5 separate regions of the Mus musculus genome follow, and all the other regions are linked to region 1. Evidence: chromatin contacts called from public capture Hi-C and promoter capture Hi-C data. All regions are on one chromosome and are shown on one strand. Each heading gives the region's core, a stretch centred on a gene start, on an enhancer-like site or on the middle of the called end of the contact. The rest is flanking DNA. Distances are from core to core; before and after follow the strand shown. Region 1 holds the start of Rxfp4 (relaxin family peptide receptor 4). Region 2 holds the start of Pklr (pyruvate kinase liver and red blood cell). Region 3 holds the start of Rhbg (Rhesus blood group-associated B glycoprotein). Region 4 holds the start of Fdps (farnesyl diphosphate synthetase). Region 5 holds the start of Msto1 (misato 1, mitochondrial distribution and morphology regulator).

The links. Promoter capture Hi-C pulls out the DNA fragments that hold promoters and counts their contacts. Capture Hi-C pulls out chosen DNA fragments and counts their contacts.
Region 2: a capture Hi-C map of macrophages shows a contact between it and region 1, with 2.3 times the contacts expected there. The contact joins the promoter of Pklr here to the promoter of Rxfp4 in region 1. A contact is called at or near these places in 8 of 39 promoter capture datasets (the 3T3-L1 cell line, the C10 cell line, frontonasal cranial neural crest and 4 more), 1 of 484 Hi-C or Micro-C datasets (bone marrow-derived macrophages) and 1 of 9 other capture datasets (macrophages).
Region 3: a contact with region 1 is called in a promoter capture Hi-C map of liver, with 4 times the contacts expected there. The contact joins the promoter of Rhbg here to the promoter of Rxfp4 in region 1. A contact is called at or near these places in 3 of 39 promoter capture datasets (liver and pre-B cells) and 1 of 9 other capture datasets (macrophages).
Region 4: a promoter capture Hi-C map of adipose tissue shows a contact between it and region 1. The contact joins the promoter of Fdps here to the promoter of Rxfp4 in region 1. A contact is called at or near these places in 2 of 39 promoter capture datasets (hippocampal neurons and liver) and 3 of 9 other capture datasets (adipose tissue, liver and pancreatic islet).
Region 5: a promoter capture Hi-C map of liver shows a contact between it and region 1, with 3 times the contacts expected there. The contact joins the promoter of Msto1 here to the promoter of Rxfp4 in region 1. A contact is called at or near these places in 9 of 39 promoter capture datasets (the 3T3-L1 cell line, the HPC-7 cell line, cranial neural crest and 6 more), 2 of 115 datasets of contacts at active chromatin or transcription factors (astrocytes and bone marrow-derived macrophages) and 5 of 9 other capture datasets (adipose tissue, embryonic stem cells, liver and 2 more).

The regions. Positions count from the first base shown.
Region 1 is chr3:88,649,293-88,654,573 of GRCm38.p6, reverse strand. It overlaps Rxfp4 (relaxin family peptide receptor 4), which reads left to right and starts at 1,432. Exons shown (of 1, transcript NM_181817.1): 1 at 1,432-2,676. The coding sequence starts at 1,432. The coding sequence ends at 2,676. It overlaps Arhgef2 (rho/rac guanine nucleotide exchange factor (GEF) 2), which reads right to left. Exons shown (of 22, transcript NM_008487.4): 22 at 5,042-5,281.
Region 2 is chr3:89,133,086-89,138,276 of GRCm38.p6, reverse strand. Pklr (pyruvate kinase liver and red blood cell) reads right to left here and starts at 2,135. Exons shown (of 11, transcript NM_013631.2): 1 at 1,995-2,135; 2 at 871-1,053. The coding sequence starts at 2,094.
Region 3 is chr3:88,252,567-88,257,862 of GRCm38.p6, reverse strand. It overlaps Rhbg (Rhesus blood group-associated B glycoprotein), which reads left to right and starts at 3,179. Exons shown (of 10, transcript NM_021375.3): 1 at 3,179-3,394. The coding sequence starts at 3,217.
Region 4 is chr3:89,098,321-89,103,882 of GRCm38.p6, reverse strand. It overlaps Fdps (farnesyl diphosphate synthetase), which reads left to right and starts at 1,916. Exons shown (of 10, transcript NM_134469.4): 1 at 1,916-2,021; 2 at 3,052-3,214; 3 at 4,443-4,583. The coding sequence starts at 3,074.
Region 5 is chr3:88,911,393-88,916,986 of GRCm38.p6, reverse strand. It overlaps Msto1 (misato 1, mitochondrial distribution and morphology regulator), which reads left to right and starts at 3,037. Exons shown (of 14, transcript NM_144898.2): 1 at 3,037-3,194; 2 at 3,285-3,420; 3 at 4,060-4,129; 4 at 4,209-4,284; 5 at 4,687-4,750; 6 at 4,874-4,961; 7 at 5,106-5,223; 8 at 5,316-5,450; 9 at 5,548-5,594. The coding sequence starts at 3,111.

The sequences.
Region 1 (5,281 bases), core at 183-2,682:
GGGGTCAAATTCTTTAGAACTGGAGTGATAGATGACGGTGAGATACTAGATGGGTGCTGGGTACCACACGCAGGTCATCTGCAAGATACTAACTCCTTAGGTATCTCTAGCCCCAATTTAAAACTATTTAAATAGTATTTGCCTGTGTGAGCATGGATGTTCAGTATGCTACTGAATGCAGGCAAATGTCAGGACAACTTTCAGGAATCTGTTCTCTCCTCCCACCTTGTGGATCCTGACCACCCAGTGCACATTGTCAGGGCCGACAAGCAGGTACTTGATATCTAGTCCCAAACTTGTTTGGTTTGGTTTTGAGACAGGGTTTCAGAACCTAACCTTGTCTGGCCTGGAATTCAGTAGACAGACCAGGCTGGGTGTGCCAGCAAACCATTAAGCCTGTCACCATCTAATCTTATTTTGAAGATTTAGTAGTGCTGGGGGGTACATACTACTGTGCATGTATAAAAGTCAGAAGACAACCCCGGGATGCCTGTCCTCTCCTACCTTTATGTAGGCAGGTTCCAGGGACAGCCATCTCCACGGGCGTATTTATTTATATATAGATTATACCTTGTTGTACTGCCAAGTTTGGCCTTGGTGATCAGGTGATCCAGCTGCCTCAGCCATGCAGGTAGCAGTGACCACAGCTCTTTGGCATCTCGCTGAATTGTATATTTTCTTAACACTTTTGGGGGGAGAATTGTGTGTGTGTGTGTGTGTGTGTGTGTGTGTGTGTGTGTGTGAGATGAGTGTGGAGGTCAAAGGGCAGCTTGTGAGTGGCATGTCTATCCTTCTCCTATGCAGATCCTGTAGACTGAATTCAAATCACCAGGCTTGGCAGCAGGCCCCTTTCCCCAAACAGCCCCGATCTCTGGCCTGCCCCCATTAACATTTTAAGCAAAGCAGCACAGGGCCCCAATCAGAGAGACACAGGAAAGGCACAGCAACTGTGGGACTCTGAGTGATGTGTGTTCCTCTCTCTTTTTCTGACTCCCAGTCTGGTTTTCTAATGCCATATTCCTTCCCTAACCTCTCCTCACACCTCTCCTTTTCTCAGAGAGCTCTCTGCACTCCGGGGAGAGAGAAAAAGCGTCTTCTGGTTTGGCTCCACATCTCTACTGTTTCCCTTTCCTTCCCTATTACATGCATGTTGACAGTGTGAACATAGCCCTCCCTTGCACTGCCCCACCCACCACGGTTGTCCAACTGGGAAGAAGCAGGCTGTTCTACCCACACCTGTCCCTCTTAGGTGTGAGCATGGGCAGGGGCTCTTACAACCCGAAGCTCTAGACCAACACCCAGATTCCAAGGGCTCTTCTAAGAGCTCTCCTGAGACAACAGCGGCGGCGGGTGGTTGCTTGCCAGGCCGGAAGGCGGGCACTCCCTGGTTCCTCTGCTCTGCTGTGCTCTAGCAACCTCCGCGGTCTTGCGATGGCCACATCCAATTCTTCTGCCTCTCTGCCCACCCTCTTCTGGGTCAATGGCTCTGGAGACAGCGTGCTGAGCACTGACGGTGCTGCCATGCCTGTCCAGTTCCTTGTTCTGAGGATCATGGTTGCACTGGCCTATGGACTTGTAGGTATCATTGGCTTGCTGGGAAATTTGGCCGTACTGTGGGTTCTAGGTAACTGTGGTCAGCGTGTGCCCGGCCTGTCTTCTGATACCTTTGTCTTCAGCCTGGCTCTAGCAGACTTGGGGCTGGCCCTTACTCTCCCTTTCTGGGCAACCGAGTCAGCAATGGACTTCCACTGGCCTTTCGGAAGTGCCCTCTGCAAGGTAGTCCTGACCACCACCGTCCTCAGCATCTATGCCAGCACCTTCCTAATCACAGCACTGAGTATCGCGCGATACTGGGTGGTAGCCATGGCTGTGGGACCAGGTAGTCACCTCTCAGTCTTTTGGGCCCGTGTGGTCACCCTGGCAGTGTGGGTGGCAGCTGCCCTGGTGACTGTGCCCACAGCAATCTTTGGGGCTGAAGTTGAGTTGTGGGGCGTGTGCCTCTGTCTTCTGCGTTTCCCCAGCAGATACTGGCTGGGAGCTTACCAGCTACAGAGGGTAGTTCTGGCCTTCATCGTGCCCTTGGGAGTCATTACCACCAGTTACCTGCTGCTGTTGGCCTTTCTAGAGCGGCAGCAAAGATGCAGGCCACGACAATGGCAGGACAGCCGAGTGGTAGCCCGCTCTGTCCGTGTCCTGGTGGCTTCCTTCGCCCTCTGCTGGGTTCCCAACCATGTAGTCACTCTCTGGGAAATTCTGGTAAGGTTTGACCTGGTGCCCTGGGACAGTACTTTCTACACCTTTCATACTTACATCCTTCCCATCACCACCTGCTTGGCCCACAGCAACAGCTGCCTCAACCCTGTGATCTATTGTCTCCTGCGGCGGGAGCCCCAGCAGGTTCTTGTCAGCTCCTTCAGAGCTCTCTGGTCAAGACTGTGGCCTCAAAGGAAGGCCTGCATGGAACAAATGGCCCTCAAGGAGGTAGGCGGGAGAACGGTAGCCAGCACCCAGGAGAGTGGCTCTTCTAGGACACACACAAACACAATGGAACACCTGGATGAAGGATGCAGCCTGAACACTCTCCTTTCTGAGACCTATCAGGGGCAGAGCCCACAGATTCTAGGGAGGAGCAGCTGCTCTCTCAGTCAGGCTGCTGTGTCCCCAGGAGAAGTCTGATCTTTGATCACCAACTCTGGGTGTGACAGAACGGAGAAGCTGGAGTCCAAACAGGAGGTGGATGTGGCAAAGCTTATCTCTGGAGATGGCAAAGAGGAACTGAGAATAAACCAGATCGGTCAGAGACTGTCTTGACCTTTCATGCAAGTACTTCACAGGATAACTAACGTCCATCACCCGGTTTAGACTAACAGGTCAGGTGTCGGTTCTCCCTGTCACTTTAGAATAGGGCACCCGTTATGCCTCTTTGGTACCAAACCCAAAAATGTATTCTCTGGCCAATAAGCTTTTTGTCATCTTAGAGGTACCCATTAGGAATGATGTAGAAGCCTCCCCTTCAACGTTTGTCTGTCGTTTTGCTGCCACAAGATGCAGACCCTGAGTGTATAGCCTTTGAGAATAGTGAATAGATCTGTCCCTTTCAATCAAGGATTGGGTAACAATCACAAGGGTCTGGGCGTGGGGGTGGGGAGTCAAGAGATACAGAAAAGTTTTGTAGGCTGAGGGTCAGAAACCAGAAGCTAGTCTCACTGAGTACAACTGCACTTCAGCCAAGCGCCAGAGCATGTGGGCTGGAATCTTCCCCCCACGCAAATTATTCTAGAAGTCAGTTCTCCCCTTCTAAAATTGGAGGCAGGGTTTCATCATACCCAGGCTGGTCTCACACTGTAAAGCTGAGGGTCGCTTGGAATCTTTAATCTTGATCCCAGATGCTCGAATTATAGGCATGTGCCAACAAGTTGAGCTTTTCAGATCATTTTAGCCTATTCTTCCTTCTTTCCTGTACTTATGTATGTATGTATGCATGCTTGCATGTACATTTGTGTTCACACTTGTACGTGTGTCAGAAGCAAACATAAGGTTTTTTCATTTCCTCGTCTTTGTTTTTATTGAGACGGTCTTACGACCTAACCCTAACTGTCCTGGAATTCACTCTGTAGACCAGGCTGTCCCTTGAACTCAGACACTCACCTGCTTCTGCCTCCCATGTGCTGGAACTACAGGCATGTGCCAACGCACCTTGCTTTGATTTTTAAAAAAATTACACTTTATTCAAGTGTGTTCAGACGAGGAGACATGTTCCACATGCATGTGGCGATCAGGACAGCTTGGGGTCTGCTTTCTCTTTCCCCCCTCTTAAGATTCTGGGAGTCAGCTTAGGCCATCAGGCTTTCGGGCAAGGGTCTTTACCCGGGGAAGCAGTTTTCTAAACCCTCCACACGATGTTTATTTGGGTTTTCTTGTTTTTTTCTGAGACAGGGTTTCTCTGTGTAGCCCTGGCTGTCCTGGAGCTCACTTTGTAGACCAAGCTGACTTCGAATTCAGAAATCCGCCTGCCTCTGCCTCCCAAGAGCTGGGATTAAAGGCGTGCTCCACCACGCCTGGCTCAAGATCTCTTCTTAAATGGAATAAAAGGTTCAGTCTCCAAAATAAAAGGATCCAGCAGTGCCATAGGCAGGGTTCCCGGTACTGACACCTTCCATGGAAAATGGAAAGACGACAGAAAACATGGGCAGCTGGCAGACAGGTACAGGTGAGCCACTGAGGTCTCAGTGGTATCTTACATGGACTTGTTTATGGAATATAATGTAAGTCTCATGATCTGATTGCTCACCCTCACGCGCGCGCGCACATTTGTGAGAACACACACACATAATAAAGTAAGAACCAGCAAGATGGCGCAGCAGGGAAAACACATGGCCCGTAAGCCCAGCAACCTGAGTTAGATTGCCAAAGCCACATAAAGGTGTACCGAGACCCAAGCATGCAAAGCTGTCCCTTAACCTCCACCCGCGTGCTCTGACGTCACCACACACCCTAACGCTACCAGAAATTAGAGACAACAGCAAAAACAAATACAGTGCATAGCTGGGGGAAAAGCACTTGGAGCACGTGTGCTGATGCCTGAGTTCAAGCTCTAGCACCCAATATAAAACCACTGGATCCAAGTGGAGCTGGGGAGAAAGGCAGGAGCCCTGAGACCCACTGGCAGTCTAGGCAAATTGGCATGCTCCACTTGGGTCTCAAAAAACCAGGTGAAGGGCAATAAAAGTTGAAACCAACATCACACTCTGCTAAGAGACAGACACTAACTACAGGGGCCTCCCTTTGCAATTGTCTCCTGAGCAGAAGGTATCCCTTTGGTTTCCATAGTCATTTACAACCATAATGAGCTAAGTTGCCTATGGAGCTCCTACTCCATCCCTCCCTTCAGGACCAGGCTTTGGGGATGCTTTGTAGCCAGGTTGTGACTAGCCACTCAAGGCCCCGGAAGAGCAGCAGCTGTAAAGACACTGCAATACTTCGGGGCGCCAGCCTGGTTCACAGACGCTGAGCATTTAAGAATCACCCAACTCACAACATATTAAAGGACGGGAACAAGATTTAATTAGCCTCTCGATGTTTCATTTCCTCTTTATGATGTTTAAACTGGCTCCAAAATGCCAGTTCTACTCCCAGCCATCCAGGAAGGTGGGTAATCCTCCCGCGCCTGAGCATCCTTCCTCCTGCCCCCTCAGGTCCCGCTGGGTCCGGATATTGCCTTTTCTGGGGGCATCTGCTTTACAGTGCCCAGGGGGTAAATATTGACAAAACCAACTCAAGG
Region 2 (5,191 bases), core at 886-3,385, 480 kb before region 1:
ATGTAGCTCTGGCTGCCCTAGAACTCACTATGTAGACCAGGCTAGCCTCAAACTCACAGAGATCCATTTGCCTCTGCTTTCAAAATGCTGGGATTAAAAGCTTGGGCCACCACACTTGACTCTGAATTAGAACATTTTAATAAATTATTGCTTAGTATTTATTGTCCCATCCACTAGACTTCCCTTATTTACTGGGCTACCCCCAATTCCAAACCTTGTCTTCCAGGTACTAAGCAAGCATTTGTGGTTTTTTTTTGCTTTGTTTGTTTGTTTGGTTGGTTGGTTTTGGTTTTTTGAGACAGGGTTTCTCTGTATAGCCCTGGCTATCCTGGAACTCACTCTGTAGACCATGCTGGCCTCGAACTCAGAAATCTTCCTGCCTCTGCCTCCCAAGTGCTGGGATTAAAGGCGTGCGCCACTGCTACCTGGCTCAACGAGCATTTGTTAAGCTGGGTGTGGTATTACATACTTATGATCTCATTAGGCTAAGACAATATAATATGGGCTACATAATAAGCTTGAAACTATCCAAGGCTACCCGAGACCCTGTCTTAAAGACCCAGCCTCAAGTGGAGCAAGGTGGCACATACCTTTAACCCGGCCCAGCTCTCAGGAGGCAAAGGTAGGTGGATTTCTGAGTTTGAGACCTGCCTGCCCAACAGCCAGAGCTACAACATAAGAAGATTCTGTCTCAGAAAAAAAAAAGAAAAAGAAAAAGAAGCAAATACAACAACACCCGCAACAACAACAACACCTGCAAATCTCACAAATATTTGTTGAATGAATGACCATGGCAAAGATAGCACAGTAAGGAGACACCAGAGTCATGCAGGCGGCCCAGTGTGGCGGCCCAGGGTTGGGTGGTCTTACCGATGGTGGCAATGATGCTGGTGCTCCTAGCGGCCACAGGCTCTGAGTCGATATCCAGAAGGCAGAGGTGTTCCAGGAAGGTGTCCGCCATAGCTGCGGGCAGTTGCTGCTGCTGGAAGAAGGCAGTGCCCAGCTCCTGGGTCAGCTGGGCCACACTGGCACGTCTCAGGTATCCTGCTGGCCCTGCGGTAGATGGGGACTCAGGATCCTGCACAGACAATCGCCTATCCCCCATGTGCTTCCTGCCAGTGCACCCTGTGTCTATTCAGCCCTCCGGTCTGTGTGAGGAGGCCTTCCTTCAATCTGAGTGTCACACATTACTTTGTTTAGTCTCCAGGGTTCTATGGAGCAGGCTGTTAGATGTGCTCTTTCCCAACTTTACAAGGAAGGAAAAAGACGGAGAGAGAAAATGCACTGTCTAAGAAAAGGGCATCTTCCAAGGAAGATGATTCAAATCTAGGTCTAGCTCAAAGCTGAGTCCTTACGGACCCAGTTACCGAGACCCTCCCCCACCCCGCCCCCCAGCAGACCACTCAGCCTCAGCACCCCCAGAAGCCTCCCTCAAGTCTCAAGGCATCTCATTCTCTAGGCCTGGAATCTCTCTGTTACTTTTCCTTGTTTACTTCCTTCTAGCTCCAGGCAACTCTCTGGCTTCCCCACTTCCCTCCCCTCCAAGTTCCCTCCATCTATACAGTGCGGCTCTATCCCCTGCCTGCCCCCTTGTGGGGGAAACCCCCGTAGCTTGACCCAGCCCGGCTCAGTAGAGCACCTTCCATACTGCTGCGTACCTGCTGTGTCTGTGGGTCTGCTTTATACTCTGCCTTTGTCAGTGGGATGGGGCCTGGCACAGACGAGATCAGTCCTGGTTAAAGTATAACCAGCTAGCATCTCTCTTGCCAATGGAAGCCTTGTACACTGGGGGCCAGAGTCCAGGAACCACGGGAGTGCCCCGTGGCGTCCATGCTGCCGGATCCCCTTTGGCCTGTCTGCAGAGCCTGGATCAAAGGCTCAAATCAAATTTAACAGAGGCTGTAGTGGGCATCCTTCCCCCAAGGCCTCCACCCCCAACACTGATTCTACCCTAATTCTCCTCTCTGTTCAGTGGCTTCCCTTCCTCTTCTTACCTCCTGGAGCCCCACTTAAAGCAGACTTTGCTAAGTCTTTTTGGGACTTAAAGATCCAGGGCCAGAGCTGCTGGGGTAGCTCGTTCTCTTGGACAGACATGCTTCCAAAGTGTGGGACTGGGGCTGCAAGAACCACAGACTGGGAGGAGAGTGTACCCTAACTGCTGGTCTTATCTGCAGGAGCCAGAGAATAGAAAAGAGGCACACCCAGTAGGCAGCCCCATCCCCACACAGAGTCCCTTCTGGAGGGCTGTCGGTTGTCAGTCCCCACATCTTCCCTTCCCCTAGGTCATCCGTTTTTCCTGGTCAATTTTTAGTCCATTCATACTGTCAGTCCATCAGCTTCAATAGAGACTAGTTCATCGCCAGTGATACAATCCTTTTCTCTTTGTATTTTATTGACAAGAATCTTAGGTATATTCTCAGAGCAAGAGCTTGAATGTGGGGACTAGATTGTGGAAAAGAGGGAGGAACTTTTTTTTCTCTTCTCTTCTCTTCTCTTCTCTTCTCTTCTCTTCTCTTCTCTTCTCTTCTCTTCTCTTCTCTTCTCTTCTCTTCTCTTCCCTTCCCTTCCCTTCCCTTCCCTTCCCTTCCCTTCCCTTCCCTTCCCTTCCCTTCCCTTCCCTTCCCTTTCCTTTCCTTTCCTTTTCTCTTCTAGACAGGGTTTCTCTGTGTAGACCAGGCTGGCCTCGAACGCAGAAATCTGCTTGCCTCTGCCTCCCAAGTGCTGGGATTAAAGGCGTGCGCCACCACCACCTGGCAGAGGGGAACCCTTTGATAGACGTTAGAGGGTATCTCAGTTTCTCGCATCTGTTCCTCTGTGAATCCAAAGATGAAACTATAAACAGTTCTAGGCACTAATTGATAAACTTGTTTAGATTGATGTTGACGAACCATATTAGTAAACACAGGAAGCCTGAGCACAGGGGAGTTCTTCAGCCATCGTGGGGACATCGCACCCAACTCACTTTTTACCAAGGCACCAGGGAGAGTGACCTTGCCTTGCTGACCACCATGAGCATAAGCTGCAGTCCTGCTGTCAAAATTCCCTATAACTACCCCAACCAACAGACGGGCCACCTGGCACTTACTTTTTTTCCATATCCCAGATGACCCTAGACTGGGGATTCTCTTGACCCCATTCTTGGGTGACTTTACAAGTTCAGCAAAGTTGCTAGAACAGTGGGATTCTCTAGGAAGGCTTCCATGACACTATGACAATGACAATGGCCAGTGACAACCCTGGAGGATACAGTGGGAGTCAAGCAGATAGAAAGATGGAACCTTCGCCCTCCATGGGTTTTAATATAGTGTGTGTGGGGAAATGACAGACTACTAGCAAATAAATAAATACTTTAAACTGGGTAAGGGGTGTCAGGCATGGATCATAGGACTGGGCAGGGTGGCCGGGTGGGACAGTGGTGTATCTTAGGCACCTCTTAAATAAGATGAGGCTTTCTTTAATGTGATTATGCTTAAGCTATTAAGGATGAGAAGGCACCAGCAGGGGCTGCAGGGGCAGCAGGGGCAGCAGGGGCAGCAGAGGAAAGAGTTTCCTGTAGGTTGCATATGTCCCATAACTCTGAGGAACAAAAGCTTTTTGTGTAAGAGAAACTGGTTAGGGGGACGTGGCCATGGTAAACCTGGGCGCCTGAGCAAAGAGCCACTGGTATGGCTGCCAGGGACATAATATAATTCAAGTTAGGTCTTAGGTAGCTCTAGCTGACCGATGTAAACAGTCATGGATTCAGAAGACAGAGGTGAGTCTTGGGAGTTGATCAGGGTGGGAGGTGACAGGCTAGCCTGGGTGGCACTGTGGGGGAGGGGAGAAGTCTGTGAGATGTGTTTTGGAGACAGGCAGACAGAGCAGAATGACTGCGGAGCTGTGCTGGTAAGAGAGGCTTTCAGTACTTAGAGTGTAACATGGAGAAGAAGGCAGTGCCCAGCTCCTGGGTCAGCTGGGCCACACTGGCACGTCGCAGGTATCCTGCTGGCCCTGCGGTAGATGGGGGACTTCTTTTGCTCTGGAGTCAAATGTCCATCTACTCGTCCTTGCAGAACCAGCATTGAGGCACAGAGACAGGAGGAAGTCATCTTTCTCTGAGGGTCACCTTGGAAGATGTGACAGCTAATTGAAACACCCTGTATTCCTGGGATAGGAGAGCAAAGGGCTTTCCTGGGGAGGTGAGACATAAGGCTTCAGGCTGGGTGGGTTCTCCCATGGACTCTGACCTACAGTAGTCACAAAGGCCAACCAGATCTAGGTGGGCCTTCTCTTGAGCCAAAGGATTAGGGAGGAGCTGAAGGAAGAAAGGGTACAGAGGGCTTTTCAAGGGGCCCCTGATATAACCCAAGCAAGTGTGAGGAGAGGAGAGCCTGTTGCCCATTGAGATAAGGGAGGAAGTAGGTTTAAGATGGCGGAACTCAAGGCTTTGGACAGGGCTGTGTTTGAGGTGCCAGTTAATCATTAAAATCCAGGGCTGACAGCTGGATATGCTCTGGCTTTCCTGTCATGACCAGGAGGGCCCAGGGAGCTGAGGAGGTGTGCCATGGATCTGGGGCTGCTCCAGACCCTGTCTCTGGCCCCTTCTCTGATTTGGGGCAAGGAGCCAAAGGCTTTGTCCTTGGCTTCTACAGAGTTTGGCCAGTGGAGAATAGCGCCCATGGGAGACTGGGTGAGAAGGAAGCTGGGCACATGCTCCTACCAGAGGACACTCTCTGCCCAGATTCTCAGAACTACCCCGCTGCCCAGCCTTTGGGGTAGTGAGTTCACTGAGGCTATCCTTGGCTGACACCCTGGACTTTACTGATCCTGCTGTCCATATCTCTGCTGATAATTTTGTTTTCAAAATTATCCCTCTAGTTTGAGGGGATACTTCATTCCCCAGAGGAACCGAGTCCCAGGCTGAAAAGGATCTGCAGAGATAGTGCGGCGCCTGAGCCTGACCTGACACCAGCAGACTGTGTTCCTTGCCCCTAGGGACATCTATAGAGGGAAAGGAGAAGTCTGCAGACTGGTTGAAACACAAAGTCAGATACGAGGAAGGCAGTGCTCCTAGTGGGAATTGAGCATGGGGTTTCCAGGGTGTCCACACTTAGAATACAGAACAACTATCAGTAGAGAGATATGGCAGATTCCAAGGACTGGGGACCCGAGCCTCATGCCTGCAGTCAGGCACTGTCGCCGGGCCTGTCAG
Region 3 (5,296 bases), core at 1,930-4,429, 400 kb after region 1:
GAGCTCTCTGGCATAGCCTTTTTGCTGTTCTCGCAGGAGAGAGCTGGGGTAAAAAGGAACTGCCCTTCACAGCTACTGCTTCCTCTGACCAGAGTCCCAGGTTAGGAGTGCCTCTCCATCATAGCACTTTGGACTATGACTTGTCTGCTCACCTCCCCTGATACACCCTTTCCAGAGCACCAGCTAGACCTTGGTCTGTTATATCCCCAAGGTCTAATGTGGTGGCTGGCACACAGTAAGTGCTCAATATGTGTTTGTTGAACGAAAGAAAGTTCTTCCTCTGCCTACACTGCTTAAGAACAGTGTGGCTTAGCAGTTGAGAGCACTGACTCCTCTTCCAAAGGTCCTGAGTTCAATTCCCAGCAACCACATAGTGGCTCACAGCCATCTGTAATAGAATCTGATGCCTTCTTCTTGTGTGTCTGAAGACAGCTACAGTGTGCTCACATACATAAAATAAAAACAAATCTTTTTACTGTGTGTACCTGGGATGTTACCACATACCTTTAATCCCAGCACTTGGGAGGCGGAGGCAGGAAGATTGCCTTCACTTTGAAGCCAGGTTGGATTATCTCTTGAGACTGTCTCAATAAAATAAATAAAAAATAATCCAGTGATGTGATGTCTTATGCCTGGGATCCTGGGCTCCTAGTCCTGGGAAGTGGAGGCAGGAGGATCCTAAATCCAAAGCCAGCCTAAGCCACTTAAGACCTTGTCTCCAAAGAAAAAATTGTGGGAACAGGGGGTTATGCCTATGCTAGCCCCACAAGGCTCCCAGCTCCTGCTATCTGCATGGGATCAATAGCTGCCTGGTTCCGCTTCTTGAGCCTCAGAGTGTTGAAGCTGTGACCCATTTACTGACCTTGCTTAGCCAATCAGATGAAATTAATCACCACATCTGTGGAGTGCTTGCCACAGTGCCAGCCATCTATAGGAATTATCTGGAGTCCTTGTGGGAGATGTTATTATTCTCACTCACAGACAAGGAAACTGGGGCTCAAAGGGCACTCAATAATCTGCCTGAGGTCACACAGTATAGATATGAAGAAGGAAGGAAGGAAGAGAAGGAGGGAGAGGGGAAGGAAGGAAGGATGGCGGGGTGTCTGTATGACTGTAGCTTTGCTGGCTCTTGTGTTTGCCCCCTAAGCACACCAGAGATGGTCGGTGAGACTAACAGCGACAACAGCTCCTAGAACCCGAACCAAGGCAGCAGGGAGAGGAAGTGGGTGGCCTTGGCAGAGAGCATCCTGGAGCAACCCTGAGTTACTCAGTAACCTCAGACACTCAATTCTCCAGGGACAACCTGCACAGGCCGGGCCATGGCAAGCAGGAGACACCAACTCCCCCTGGCTTTAAATGCTTGGCCAGTCATGACTGGACACCAGAGATGGAAAGTCAAAGATTGGGCAGATCTCAAGACTAGACAGACGGAGACTGGTGATACAGACGTCCCTCAGAGGCCTGCAGTTGAGAAAGGAGTGAGACACGAAGCCCATCACTTCACAGGATCCTAGGAGGGGGAACCAAGGGCCAGATCTCAGCAAGTGATCAACAGAGCCAGGACTAATGCTTGATGGATGGTGGGTTAGAGAGTCTTCTCAGGAAGCAGACAGGCGGGGGAGCCTTAGCAAAGCTTTTCAGGGTCTTGCTGTATTGGACCAGAAAGAATACCGGCTGGTGTCTGTCACACAGTGTTAACACTTCAAGGTCACGCCTTACAAGGGAGTGAACGTCCCATATGCTGACCATATGTTGGCCCAGTTCTTCTGTCTTTCCAAAGGAACTTCTGAAGCCCTCCCCTGACTCAGCGATTGAAGAGCTAACATCTGCTAGGCTGGGACCTTCAGGGCCTAAGCCCGTTATATCCTTGTACTAGACTATCTGGTTCCAACCCTAGGACCTAGCCCAGGGTAGACACTACATGAGTATTTATTGAGTGAATGAATGAAGAAGAGAAAAGGGGGAAGTCAGGCCCTGGAGGAGTTGTAGATGAAGGGAGGTATGGAGTTAAGAGGAGGTTAAAATCAGACCACAGCTCTCTCTTCCCCTTTCTCTAGTTCTGGGGGTATAGAAGGCTCTTCCTCCCAGACCTGCTGGAACCACCCAAGCAACTACTGACACCAAGCAGGGCTCAGGAGTCACACCTGGGACAGGAGATGGCCCCCGCAGGGGGTGACCCATAGATGCTGAGTCTTTATGCTTAACCTTCCTGCTGACTGAAGAGTGATGGAGAGTCTCTGGACAGGGCCCACATGGACCAGCTGGGAGCTGTGTCACCAGAGGCTGATCTCTGGTCTTTCATGTGCCTGGCTGGACCCTTGGCACAGGAAACCAGACAGCTAGAATCCAGGTGTCCTCCCAAGTCCACAAAAAAGGCAGGGGCAGAGGCTCAGGTCCCTGCTGAGACAGTGGAAGAACTGGACAATGAGCAGAGGGTTAGCAAGCTATCCTACTGTCCCTGCACCTGTGGACTGCAGGTTTCAGAACCAAGAGTACCAGTGTCCCTACCGGCTAGAGTCCTTCAGGGACCATGGCTGTTGGAGCTGTAATCTCAGCTCAACTTAAGGTGGTAGAGGCTGGGGCCCGAGAGATGGCTCAGCAGTTAAGAGCACCCACTGCTCTTCCAGAGGTCCTGAGTTCAATTCCCAGCAACCACTTGATGGCTCACAACCATCTGTAATGGGATCTGATGATCTCTTCTGGTGTGTCTAAAAAGAATGGCAGTGTACTCATAAAATAACTAAATACATCTTTAACAACAACAACAACAACAACAAAGGTGGTAGAGTGGTAGAGGCAACTGCTTCTGAGAGGGGCCATCTGGTTTATCTCTACAGCCAGGCAACGGAAGATCTCAGCATTAATCCGATTCCTTCCTATTAACCGAGGGAAACCAGGTAGGACCTTTAAAGGATACTAGCTTCTTGGATGCCAATCTCTCACACCAGGTTTAAAGGGGCGAGTACCTTTCCCCCTCTCTCCACCCTCTGGCAGCTGGGGCACAGTTGGGGAAGCTCACACATCACCGGTGCCTCAGCGGGGCCATGGGAAACAGGACCTGACCTGCGGGGCTAATCCCTGCCAACCTCGAGCTGAGGGGTGGGGCTCCCCAAGGAGCAGCACGGCCTCCGGGGGGCGGGGCCTCACCTTTGCGGTGGCAGGAGTCAGCTTGGCCGGCACTGCCCTGCCGGAGACCGGGAGAACACAGCCGCGTTCATGGCCCGCGTTCCCCGCCACCGGCGCCTGGTCCTGCCGCTGCTGTGCCTGCTCTTCCAAGGCGCCACTGCCCTCCTCTTTGCTATCTTTGTCCGGTACAACCACGAAACCGACGCTGCCCTGTGGCACTGGGGCAACCACAGTAACGTGGACAACGAGTTTTACTTTCGCTACCCAAGTGAGTGCGGGCGAGGGCGTGGGAAGCAAAGCCTCTAAGTCCCGGGTGTGTAGGGAAGGGCGTTGATGGGTACTCCTGCCACCAAGATGACTGCCGGGGCTTTAAAATAGTCCCCTTTCTCTAGTGTCCCTCTTGTTCCAGGCACTGCTGGGGATGGCACATGCTCTATCTCAGGCTGAGGAGAGGTAAGGCTCAGTCAGAGTCAGGGTCAGACAGTAAGGGGAGCTGGGGCTTCAATCCAGTTGTAAGTGGCCCCAGTGTTAGCTACTGTCTCACCTTCCGTTGGGGCTAATTTGACTTTGTCTAGGAGTCCAGCTTGACCACAGGAAAGAGAATCTTGGTGGGACTGCCAGGTAGGGTGCCAGAGGAGACGAGGGAGAACTAGGTGTGAAATTCCCACATGTTCAGGCGTCGAAGATTGGTTTCAGCACAAACACTCCAGGTTTGAGAGTGAGAGGACCCTGGACCCATTTGCCAGTTTCAAGGCCAGTGTGAGGCGGGCTAGGGCTGTGCTCGGTGCTGCACTATTATCTCATCTCACAGTTTAAGGTGGCTGCGGGGTGCCCATTATCACCCACCAAGGATCGCACAGCTAGAATAGCGCTTACACATCATAAACTTGACCACTGACCATTTGCCTCCTGACAAGGTTCTGGACAGGGAGTTAACCCCCTCATGGAGACAGAGCATTTCCTTCGAGGTTGTAACTGAGGCACTGGACATCTGGGACCAAGCACACTGCCCCTCCCTCTAATGCCCAAGTCAACCTTCTCTAGTTCCAGTTCCTCATCCAAGTGCCAGGAAGAAGCTGGGGGTGATGGTTTGTGCCTGTAATCTCAGTGCTCCAGTAGTGGAGGAGGGATGATCTGGAGTTCAAAACCAGCCTCAGCCACACTGTGAATCTGAGACCAGATTGAGCTAACAAAACTCTGTCTCAAACGAACAAACAAACAAACAAACAAACACCAAAAAGGAGTGAGGGAAAATGTCTGTTTGAAGGGCATGCAAAAAGCAACAAGGCTATTAAACCCACTTTCTGCCGCTGAGCTGTTGACAGGCTGTCCCCACCTCACCCTGCCCTTTCCCAGCAATGGGGACATAAAGGGCTAAGGGAGACTTTGAACTGTGCCAGGAAGCACCAGACCCCCCAAACAACCACAGCACCTCCGTCTCCACAGTTCATTCCTAGTTGTGGCAGGGATTGGCAGCATTCAGGCCTCAGAGAAGCTAGAATCAAAACCAAAGCCCTAAAGCCGGCCCTATACTGATGGACACTCACTGTCCACAGAGCTGGGGGTTGAGAGGAAATGAGCCAGGCAGGTGAAGGAGGTGAGTTTTGGTTGTCTAAGAGGGTCCGAAACAGCTTCTCTTAGAGCCCCTGGCCCTGTTTGTTCCAAAGCGCAGAATCCTGCCTTTTACAGCAGAGGCAGTGCTGGGCTCTCCTTCCCAAGAGGGCAGCAAGGACCATGGCAGATTTACTGCCTCCCTGCCCCAGTATTGACCTCTGTGAACTTTGAGCCTACTGTTTGGGGAAAGCTGGGCAGGAGGGAGATGTGAGGTCTCTAAAGCCTGTGCTTTGATGAGCCGGGTACTCACCTGTCCCTGTGTCCAGAGGAAAGGGTCAAGGCCAGAGGGCGGGTAGAAACCACCCTCTGATTCAGAAGATGAAAAGAATCTTCGGTGAGTATTGACAGGCCAAGGTCGCAGGCATGGTTACCCTAAGGGGGCTGTCAGGAGATGGCGATGTCTCCCTCAGATAGATAGGACGGGAAGGGCCCTAGGATTCTGTAGGCTACGTCTCTCAGATCAGATGTGAACAGAGAGCCAGGAAGGTCACTCACCTACCCAAGATCACATAGCAAGTCACAAAAAGAGTGGGACAAGAGCCAGGCCTCTTGGTTC
Region 4 (5,562 bases), core at 667-3,166, 450 kb before region 1:
TCTCCTAAAAGTCTTTGAGTGATCTTCCTTCCCTATTTTAGGGTAGGCTAGTTTGAAAACACACAGGAGTCCCAGCCCTCGGGAGGCAGAGGCAGGCGGATTTCTGAGTTTGAGGCCAGCCTGGTCTACAGAGTGAGTTCCAGGACAGCCAGGGCTACACAGAGAAACCCTGTCTCGAAAAACCAAAAAAAAAAAAAAAAAAAGAAAACAGACAGGAGGACCAATTGGCTCACAACTGTTGTGTAAATATGTCATGAACTGCCTTGAATCAACAGTGGCTATGCTTTCAGAAGAAAATGTTCACAAAGCCTTTGTTCTAACCTGAGAGACGTTTGCCTCTGCTCAGGAGTGTGAGGAAGGAGCCAGTCACCTTGGAAGTCCACCATCGCTATTACTCAGTAGTCACAGCCCTTCCCACGTCGGCCTGCCTATCAGGGAGTCTACTGCCTTTTCCCTCAGTATGAGATAACCATCTTAATTTATTCTTTTCCATTTGCAAAGCCAGTGGTTGACAGCTCTTCTCTTCTTGCACAGACTTGGCATCCTGGCAGTTAATTGGGTATTACCATGAGTTTGTTTCATGACTATTTTTGTTACCCTGGCTTGTCTGTTTCTTATGTTGTTACTGTCCAAAGGAGCTCTAAAGAAAACTCCATTTCCTCAAATTCTGACCAAAACTAGCATTCGTTAGGAACTTGTGAAACCGGTTCCCCTTTACCAAAGGGGTTACCCTTACATGGGCAGCAGAAGGGACAAAAATTATGCCGGCCTCCAGGCTCCCCCAGTATATCCAGGCTCTCACAGTATATCACATGTTCCTGGCTCTTCTCAGCTCCCCCATTATCCTAAACGTCTCTATCTCAGGAGCTTCTCTTCCCTCACTTCACATTCTTATAACCTCGGCTATGCTGTTTTGGCCCTCCCTTAAGCTCCCTACCTTCTCTTATGCATGGTCTAGTCCCCTCTGCGAGCCATGTTCAATCTACTATTTTCTCACTCTGTGAGTTGAAGTTTAGCCAGGTCTACAGTGAGAGTTCCAGGACAGCCAGGGCTACATGGAGAAACCTTGCAGAATAAACCAATGTGTAAAGTTTATCTTGTCTAGACCCTTCAACCTTTTAGTCCGGAGTGGTAGTGGTCTCTTTCTTTGGGACAATGAAACTTATTTCTAATACTTCAAGGACAAGTCCATTAATGTCTGAGGTGGTTTGTAGTTTCAGGTCTCTTTTCTGATCGCGATGGGGTTTGGGGTGGAGTAAAAAGGAGTCAACGTGGTGGGCTGGCAAACTGTGAGGCCGAAAGTTCTAACATCTGCTTTGAGTTTTTACCTTTTTGCTTCAAGGGCGCCAAAGTACCTGGGGGAAAGGTGTTGTTTTCTCTCATATAGTCATATAGTCTTCCAAGTAGCCTAAAACTCATTACACGACCCATATTGGTTTTAACTCTTTTTTTTTTTTTTCCCTCCAGCCCCACCCCATGGCTTTAACTCTTGATCTTATTGCCTCACCCCTTCTAAGGGCTGGAAAAATGAGCGACTTCACCTAACTAGAATCAAAGATGTAAGAAGTGATTTGCTAGAGTTGGAAATAGGAAGCTGCAAGGCTGGTTATTCCGGGATCTTAGAAACACTGTCAACCAGAAGCACTGGAAGAACTATAGCTAGGAATTAGATAGCCAATTTCCCAGGCTTTCGGTATGGGTGTACCGACACCGCCGACCGCCTAGTGGGCTGATGGTCCGCGCGCCACCCTTTCATTGGCCAGCCGTCACAAGGCCCATGCTCACACGAGGTAATTTAGCCAATCAGCGAACTAGGCCACACCCACCCTGAGACACAAGTCTGAGTTTCTTGCCGCCTAGTCCGTGGCATGCCGGGAGTCGTAGTTTTATATTTATGTTCTGCCTCCTGAGCCTGGAGACTGGGAACTACAACTCCCAGAGTGCTGAGCGGATGCACGCTCAGCTTTTAGGTGTAAGCCGCAAACATCTTGGACCCCGGGAGAATCCGCGTTGAAGAACAGGTGAGAGCTATTGTTGGGGCTGGAGCTGAGGTTTACCCGTGTCTCGGATCGGGTGAAGCTCCGAGGCACTAAAGGACCAGTCCGTGTTGGAGTTACGGGGCTTGGGGTCGGTGGGCCAGAATGAACGGTTTGCTTGTGCCTTCGTGAATTTCTAAACGCTGGCGTCTTCCTCAAGTCTTCCGTACGCCAGGCCTTTAGTTTACTCTTGTGAGTCCTCCCACGCCCACCTGTTGCTCGGAGGCCGGCTGCGGTTAGCACCAGTGCCGGGACAGATGACAAGCGCACAGCACCTTCGGCTCCAGTCCCCTCATTGGGACTATCTAAGAGCTTCCCTCTCTTTCCCCTACATCCGGACTCCTGGGTTCCAGCTTTGGCTCTTCGTCAGCTCAGCTCTCTTACATTCACTGAACCTCAGTTCGGTGTCTCCATTAACATTGTGACTTAAGGACCTTGCATCCCGTAATTCCCGTAATACAATGTTCCGAATTGTAGTGAACGCAACCTTGGAAGTAGAAAGTGTTCAGTTTTAGCCATTTTCGGTTTAAGTGAAGATCTATTGGATCTCAGTCACTCCGACAAACTTTTCATTTCCTGTGTGTTTTTTATGTAATTCTTGAGTTTAGAAGCGGGGTGGGGCGTTCTAATGCAGGAGGTAACAAGCTTGGCTTGGGGGATACCTTAGGTAACTGCTACCAAGCATCTGCCTTCGGTGCTTGCTCCTGCAGGGAGTGCTTGGTGCCCCCACCCCCATGCACACCCAGGATGCCCCTGTCCTGCTGGCTGAGATCTCTGGGGGTCTTCCTGCTGCCAGCCCCCTGCTGGGCACCCCGGGAGAGGTGGCTTGGTTTCCTACAACGACCCTCCCTGGCATATGGGTGTCCAGTCCTGGGGGCCTGGCACAGTGCCCGCTGGTGGTGCCAAGTGTGGACAGAGGAGCCTCGGTGAGTGTGGTTGGGGTGTGGGGCTTCGGGGAGGGAAGCACCCGAGCCACCCTCTCATTTGTTTGTGTGTGTGTTTTTTTTTCCCTCAGAGCATTTAGCTCCTCTGTCAGAATGAATGGGAACCAGAAATTGGATGCTTATAACCAAGAAAAGCAGAATTTCATCCAGCACTTCTCCCAGATCGTCAAGGTGCTGACTGAGAAGGAGCTGGGACACCCAGAGATAGGGGATGCTATTGCCCGGCTCAAGGAGGTGAGGCATTCAGGACTGAAGAAGCTGGTAGAGGTGTGGATTCATGAGGGGTTTCGATAAGAGCGAAGTGACTACCTGGGTCTCTGGAGTAGATGGGTCTCTGCTGCACTTCAGCCCTCCTCGGGGATGTTTGGCTCCATGACTTTTGACCATCCAGAGAGCCTTGCTTGAGAGTAGCCTTGGACCTAGTAAAGTTTGATTTCATGCCCTGAAACTATGATAGGATCTTAGTAGATACCATGAGGCTGTTGGCACTGAGGCCTGAGGGAAGTTATTGTATTGTTAGAAAGACTGTTCTACTGGAGTTACCTATTTCCTTCCAGTGTTTATTTTCTTAAGACAGAGTTTCATGTTTTTTAAGCCCACATGGCCTCAGACACACAAACCCCACCTCAGCCTTCTGTGTGCTATGTCAGTGACAGTACCACCGTGCCTGGATTGGGAAGTCTTTTAAAGACAGACATTTTTATTTTCACTTTTTGGACATTTGACGATTTGCCTGCGTGTATGTATGTGTGAGGATGGTTGTGAGCTGCCATGTGAATGCTGGGACTCAAACCCAGGTCCTCCCGAGGGGCAGTGCTTTTCATTGCTGAGCCATCTCTGTAGCCTGGGGAGTTCTTACTTTATAAATGTTGTCTCATCTCTGAGGAAAAAAAACTAAGAGGAGAGTTTTCTTTGTCTATGCTGTGTCGGTATTAAAGAGCTAGCTCCTTAGTTAGTTAGCAGGAAGCACAGTTGAGAAGGCCCCAGGAGGAGGACATTGGAGGGGTCAGAAATAGCCCTGAACCTTGCTGTCCCTTCAAAGCCTTCTTTTGCCTAACTTTGGAGAAGCCTCGTTTTTTCTTTTGTTTGTTTTCCGTAGCCAGGGTTGGCTAGAACCTATTATGTATCTGAGGCTAGCCTCAGACTCATGCAGTCTGCCTGCCTGCTTCCATCTTCTGAGTACTGAGATGATAGGTGTCAGTCATCCCTCCACACCAGGGCCCTTGTCTTCAACACAGGCTTGTTGGCAGGTGTCCCAGTCCTCCACTTGGGGGAAGTCTTGGGTGTATGTTATATAGCAGGTACTTGGGTGCCACAGCCCATAGGATGTTGGAGAGGGAATGAAGAGGGGAGTGATCCAGGGGCTCTCCAAGGGGGAGTTGGGGTTCAAAGAGGGAGAAGGGAAAAAAATCTCTTCAGGTCCCTGCTGTGTGGACCCTGATGTCTTCTCATCCTGCCTCAGGTCCTAGAGTACAATGCCTTAGGAGGCAAGTACAACCGGGGTTTGACCGTGGTACAAGCCTTCCAGGAGCTGGTGGAGCCGAAGAAACAGGATGCTGAGAGTCTTCAGCGGGCCCTGACAGTGGGCTGGTGTGTAGAACTGGTAAGAGCGGGCCAGAGGAGCAGAGGGTCCTGCAGTTGGGTTCCTTGATGAGGAGACTAAGCTTATTTCTTGCTTGTGTTGGTGTTTCTGTGTCTCTTGTGTGCTGTAGTCACATTTAGGCAGTGTGAATCACTTCAGGGACTGACAGGTGGGCACAGAGAATTTTCAGAAATATTAACCTTAAATCTCACCAGATGGTGGTGGTGGCGGCCCACGCCTTTGGTCTCATCACTGGGAGCAGAGGGAAGTGGATCTTTTTGAGTTCTAGGCTAGCCTGATTTACAGAGTAGGTTCTAGGACAGCCAGAGCTACTCAAGAAACTTTTGTTTCAAATAACAGAAACCTTAAACTTCCTAAACTTAAAAAAAAAAAAAAAAAAAAAAGAAAAGGAAAGAAGTAGTTTTACCAGCTTGGCCGGTAAGCGCATTAGCTATCGGAGCAGAAGAGCCAAATTGGGATGCCAGGGCCGTGTGACAATCCAGCTGTGGCAGTGAACACAATCTGCATGGTAGGTAGAGGCAGGAGGCTGGCTGGGCTGCCTGGCTCAGTGAGAGCCTGTTTGAAGGGAACGCATTGCTGTGACAGGCGAGACACCTGCATCTTCCTTAGGCTTCTGCTCCCTGGGCTCATGCTTACACTGATAAGCACACATCTGTGTGGTAGCTGGGACACGTGTGTAATACATACGGCCACCTAGTGCTGGGCACGGAGACAGGCAGGTCCCCAGAGCTTGCTGGCAAGCTAGGTTAGCCAGTCAGTCAGTGCCAGGCTCAGGCTCAGTGAAAGAAGGTTTGTCTCCAAAAAAGGAGGTGGAGAGTGTGGAGGACACCTGACTCATGTATGTGCTCAGTCCAGACACCCGTGTGAACACGTGTGACACAGACACATGCACACAGGACTCAGAGCAGCGGCTCTGTCAGTGCCAGGCAGACAGTAACACTTGTGTTCAGTTGTGTTCAGTTCCTCAATATCCATATAA
Region 5 (5,594 bases), core at 1,788-4,287, 260 kb before region 1:
AACTCAGTGTGGTCCTGTTGGAAGTACGGCTTGAGGTTTCAGAGTCCCCTGCTATCCTCAGCACAAGCCCTTATCAGCCATTAGCCGTCCTCCTGGCTCTAAACCTATTATTTCTTGCTTATTCACTGCCCTCTCCTGTCATCAATACCACTCGCCCTTCCCACTGCTTGTTGTGTCACTGTGAATACCAGGATCTAAAGCATTTCCATTATTTTCCTATGTGTATGTGTGTGTGTGTGTATGAATACAGGTACCTGTGATAGCCAGACACATTGGCACTTTTGAAGCTGAAGTTACAGGCCATTGTGAGCTGCCAGACAGACAGCTGGGAAATCTGTTGTTGTTCCCTGTCATAAAATCATCTGTGCCTGCTTGTAAGCAAACATCCTGCCAGGACTATTGTTGGACAATCGATATTCCCCCAGGAAGGGGTATGGCGTCCTCGGGCCTCTTCTGAGCATCCAGTAGCTCCTCTCAGGTATCTTAGGTGCTGACCTAATTGTGCTTGGCCTCTGGGTCTGGGTGATGGTAGAGTATACTGTCTCCAGAAACGTCCCAGCTCCAGAGGAGTCACGGAAGACTCAAGACTGGGTGAAGACTTCGCTATGATGTTTTGGGTTAACCCATGCTCCCACATTTAGTAAACAATTCCTCAGTCTTTCTGTAAGTAAACTAGGTGGTTCCCCAGGCTGGACTCTGATAGAAGAGTGGAACTAAGATAATTAAAGAGACTAGTAAAAATGGCTTTCAATATACAATTCTGCCAAAACGCATATAGCCAGAGAACACAGAGAATTCAGAGCTGCTTGGTATAGGTGTTGGGAATCTCTGTTCAGTCCTCTGAAAGGGTATGTTCTCTTAACCACTCCATCTCTCCAGCCCTTAAGTTGTTTGTTTTTTAATTACATGTATTTTATATGTATGAATATGTATATGCACTACATGCATGGAGTAACCACAGATGTCAGAAGACGGCACTGAATCCTCTAGCCATGGAGTTATGAACCAAAACTCCGTCCTCTGCAAGAGCAACAAGTGTGCTTAACCACTGAGCCTCTCCAGACCCAATAAATGAATGCTGGTTTCTAAGTCCTCCAGTGAAAATGGAGCTTGTTGCCAAGCCGACAGACCGGAGCCCGAGTACCTGCATGGTAGTGCAGAGCCAAATCCCTCAACTTGTCTTCTGACTTATAAACATGCTGTGCCAAGTACACACCCCACACACACACACACACAAAGATTTTAAAAATGATCACCTCAGGGCTGGAGAGATGGCTTAGCGGTTAAGAGCACTGACTGCTAATCCAGAGGTCCTGAGTTCAATTCCCAGCAACCACATGGTGGCTCACAACCATCTGGAACACATGTATGCCCTCTTCTGGTGTGTCTGAAGAGAGGGACAGTGTACTCACATAAGAAATAAACAGGGCCCAGAGTAGTGGCGCACACCTTTAATCCCAGCACTTGGGAGGCAGAGGCAGGCGGATTGCTGAGTTCGAAGCCAGCCTGGTCTACAAAGTGAGTTCCAGGACAGCCAGGGCTACACAGAGAAACCCTGTCTCGAAAAATAAAAAAAGAAAGAAAGAAAAGAGGGGCTGGAGAGATGGCTCAGAGGTTAAGAGCACTCATTGCTCTTCCAGAGGTCCTGAATTCAAATCCCAGCAACCACGTGGTGGCTCACAACCACCTGTAATGAGATCTGATGCCCTCTTCTAGTGTCTCTGAAGACAGCGACAGTGTACTTACTTATAATAATAAATAAATCTTAAAAAAAGAAATAAATCTAAAAAAAAATCTCAAAATTAAAAGGCAGTCATTCTTTAAAATACTGTTCTATATGATGCATTTTTCTAAGTATTTTACTAGCAATGTGCTTATGTTCAGAATAATGTACACAGCTAGGGATTTGGTTCCGTACTACCCTGTGGGTGCTCAGGTTAGAACTCTGGTCTGCAGGCTTGGCAGCTCCCAAGCTCCCCTTAACCCATCGAGGATTTTGCCTGGACCCATTTATTTTATTCATAAGTGAATACTAGATGGTCCAAAAGAAACAGAGCAAGCCATTTGGAATAGTAATTTGTTTTGTTTGTTTTGTAACTTAGATATGGTCTCATGCAGTCAGGTGAGCCTTCAACTTGCTTCGGAGCCAAGGATGAATAATCTCTCTCCGCATCCTAGGAGGGCTTACAGGTTCCAGCCATCACATGCGGCTTGGAAACGCTCTACAAATTGGATAGCCAAACGTTTATAAAAACATAAAAGACTGTTCCCACAGCCGGGTATGGTGGCACACGTCTTTAATCCCAGCACTTGGGAGGCAGAGGCAGACAGATGTCTGAGTTTGAGGCCAGCCTGGTCTACAAAGTGAGTTCCAGGACAGCCAGGGCTATACAAAGAAACCCTGTCTCAAGACAAACAAACAAGCAAACAAAAGACTGTTCCCAACCTTATCAGTGGCACGGCCTTTGATTCCAGCACTCCGGAAGTGGAGGCTTGATTTCTTTTGAGTTTGAAGCCAGCCTGCTTTACACAGTCATTTCAGGCCAGCCAGGGGTTACATACTGAGAATCCATCTCAAAAAGATAAAAATAACGAACCAAGTCAAAGAATAAATGAAAAGAGCACTTAAGTACAATCAAACTACATGAACACGCGAGAAAGGGACTACAATCTTCCCCAGAACCTAACAGAAACCGAACCATGGGGCCAGCCCACTGGTTTAGCAGGGCTGGGACATTAGAGATGGGAAAAGGAAGTGAGTGGGAGGATCCAGAGGAGTCGAATTCCCCCTCAGATTTTTTTTATCCCCTCGCGTGAATTATTAGCTACAGGAGAGGGGCATCTGCGCGAAGAGAGACAGAAGCAGGTGAGAGAACCTTCCATGACCTTGGCCAGACCCGCCACAGTCTGAGGCGCAGAAGGAACGGAGAGACAACAGCCGATCGCGGCAGCTTCCTACATTCCAAGAAGAGGAAGAGGCGGGGCGTGAGCTGCGGCCTCGGAGACCAACGAATCGGGAGGCCAACGGGAAAGCACGTGCTCGCGCGGGAGCCGCCCCCTCCGGCTGATGGGCCCGCGGCGGCAGTGGAGTGCCCAAGAGCAGCGGCGGTATGGCGGGCGGGGCCCGCGAGGTGCTCACGCTGCAGTTGGGACATTTCGCGGGTTTCGTGGGGGCGCACTGGTGGAACCAGCAGGTCAGGCACCTAGCGGCAGCCCGGCGTTCCCCGCAGACAGTACCGGCCCTGCCCCTCTTCCCCCTCCGCTCAGCCCTGTGACCCCTACAGGATGCTGCGCTGGGACGCATGGCCGAGGACGAAGAGTCGCCAGGCGAGCTGTGCCCCGACGTCTTGTACAGAACAGGCCGGACACTGCATGGCCAGGAAACCTATACGCCTCGACTCATCCTAATGGATCTGAAAGGTGAGGCGATGGTGGGCTCAGCCAAGTTTTCCCGTGTGGCGTGCGAGGGCCCTAGCATCAGTTCACTTCAGATACCGGATCGGGCACAACCCCCGACGATGTCGAAAAGGCAAGTTTACTTCAGGATCTGGCTCTGGAATTGTCAGTATAATGTTAAGCTGCTTGCACTCACACCTACAGACGGACCACAGCTTGTTTTGTTTTTTTGTTTGTTTGTTTTCGAGACAGGGTTTCTCTGTATAGCCCTGGCTGTCCTGGAACTCACTTTGTAGACCAGGCTGGCCTCGAACTCAGAAATCCGCCTGCCTCTGCCTCCCTAGTGCTGGGATTAAAGGCGTAAACCACCACTGCCCGGCTGGACCACAGCTTTTGAGAGAAGGATGGATTCCATATTCCCTGTCCCATCTAATGTATATCCAAGTGCCATGTAGTTGGGCACGCCCTTAATCCCAGCCAAGGCAGGTAGAAGCTCTGAGTTCAAAACCAATTTGTCTGTATTGTTGGAAACTACTCAGGGCTACAAAGGGACACCTCATCTAGGTAGAGAGGAACTGCCACACCATATTCCCTGACAGGTGATCAGTTTAGTCTTGATCACATGACCCCCTAGGTTTAACCTTGCCTTTCATTTCTGGGCAGGTAGTCTGAACACTCTAAAAGAAGAAGGTAACCTCTACAGAGACCGACAGCTAGAGGCTGCAGTAGCGTGGTAAGTACCGCTCCTGTGAGCATGGCCCACTGTGTGTACATAGACGGCTGGAGAACTCTGCTTACTCTTACTCTTTCAGGCAGGGGAAGCTCAGCACACACAGAGATGACGCCCAACCAAAGAACCCAAACCTCCAGGGCCTTCTGAGTGCAGAGGTGATGACGAGGGGTGGGGCTCTGTCCCAAACCTTTAAACCTGCTACAAGCACAGTGGCTCTCCGATGCACAGTAAAAGGTGTCTAGTCACTGTAAATGCCATAGAGTAGTGTTTTTGGAAAAAGCACCGTTGTCTCTGAACTGGCGGGAACCCAGAAACTGGCTCAGAGGTTAAGAGTCGGACCTGTTCTTCCAGAACTCTGCATTGAGTTCCCAGGGTCCACATCAGGCAGCTCACAGCTGTAACTTCAGTCCCTGGGGTTCTAACACCCTCTTCTGGCTTTGGGTACCTCAGGCACGTGGTGCACATAACCTTAAAGATACACGCAGATACACATAAGTAAGGATACGCCCATGGCGGACGAAAACAACCTGGAACTAAAATCTTCTCACCCCTCCCAGGGAGTGCGGAGTAGTGACGGTGCCTGGAGGGCCAAACTGATTCAGAATATCCAAAATGGCAAAGGTGAGATAGCACTTGATGCTGGACACTGGACAGAGGAGCAGCTTGGGGGACGGTCCATCGCATCGGCTGCATCCTCCCACTAGTCATCCCTGCTACAGATTCCAAAATCCTTTATCCCCACAGAGAACAGCATCAAAGTCTGGTCAGACTTCCTCAGAGTCCATCTCCATCCACGGAGCATCTGTGTGATCCACAAGTACCACCATGATGGGTATGGGGGCTGCGGCGGCTGTGAGGCAAAGCTTAGGTCACCCCAACACTGGATAAGGCTAGGGCCCATCTCACCTGCCCTCCAGAACAGCAGACTGAGGAGTTGAGTGCAGGGCTGAGTCTCTTATCGTGGTGATTTTGGCAGGGAGACAGGCCGGCTGGAGGCTTTTGGCCAAGGGGAGAGTGTCCTGAAGGAGCCCAGGTACTTGGAAGAGCTGGAGGACAGACTACACTTCTATGTGGAGGAATGTGACTACTTGCAGGTAGCTGTGTGGCAAGGTGGATGATGTTGGGGTACAAAGTCTCCTCGTCCTAAAGCCCCCGCCCCCATATTTTGGTCTTCATTTGTCTCCAGGGCTTCCAGCTCCTGTGTGACCTGCACGATGGCTTCTCTGGAGTAGGTGCTAAAACTGCAGAGCTACTACAAGACGAGTATGCAGGGCGGGGAGTCCTAACCTGGGGCCTGCTCCCGGGCCCCTACAGTCTTGGGGTGAGTGGAAGCTGGAAGAGCGAGCAGTAGAGGTTGGGAAAAGAGGATCCCACTGTGCAAGTTGCCTGATGCAAGCCACTCCCGTTTCTATTACCAGGAGCCTCAGAAAAACATCTATCGTCTCTTAAACACGGCATTTGGTCT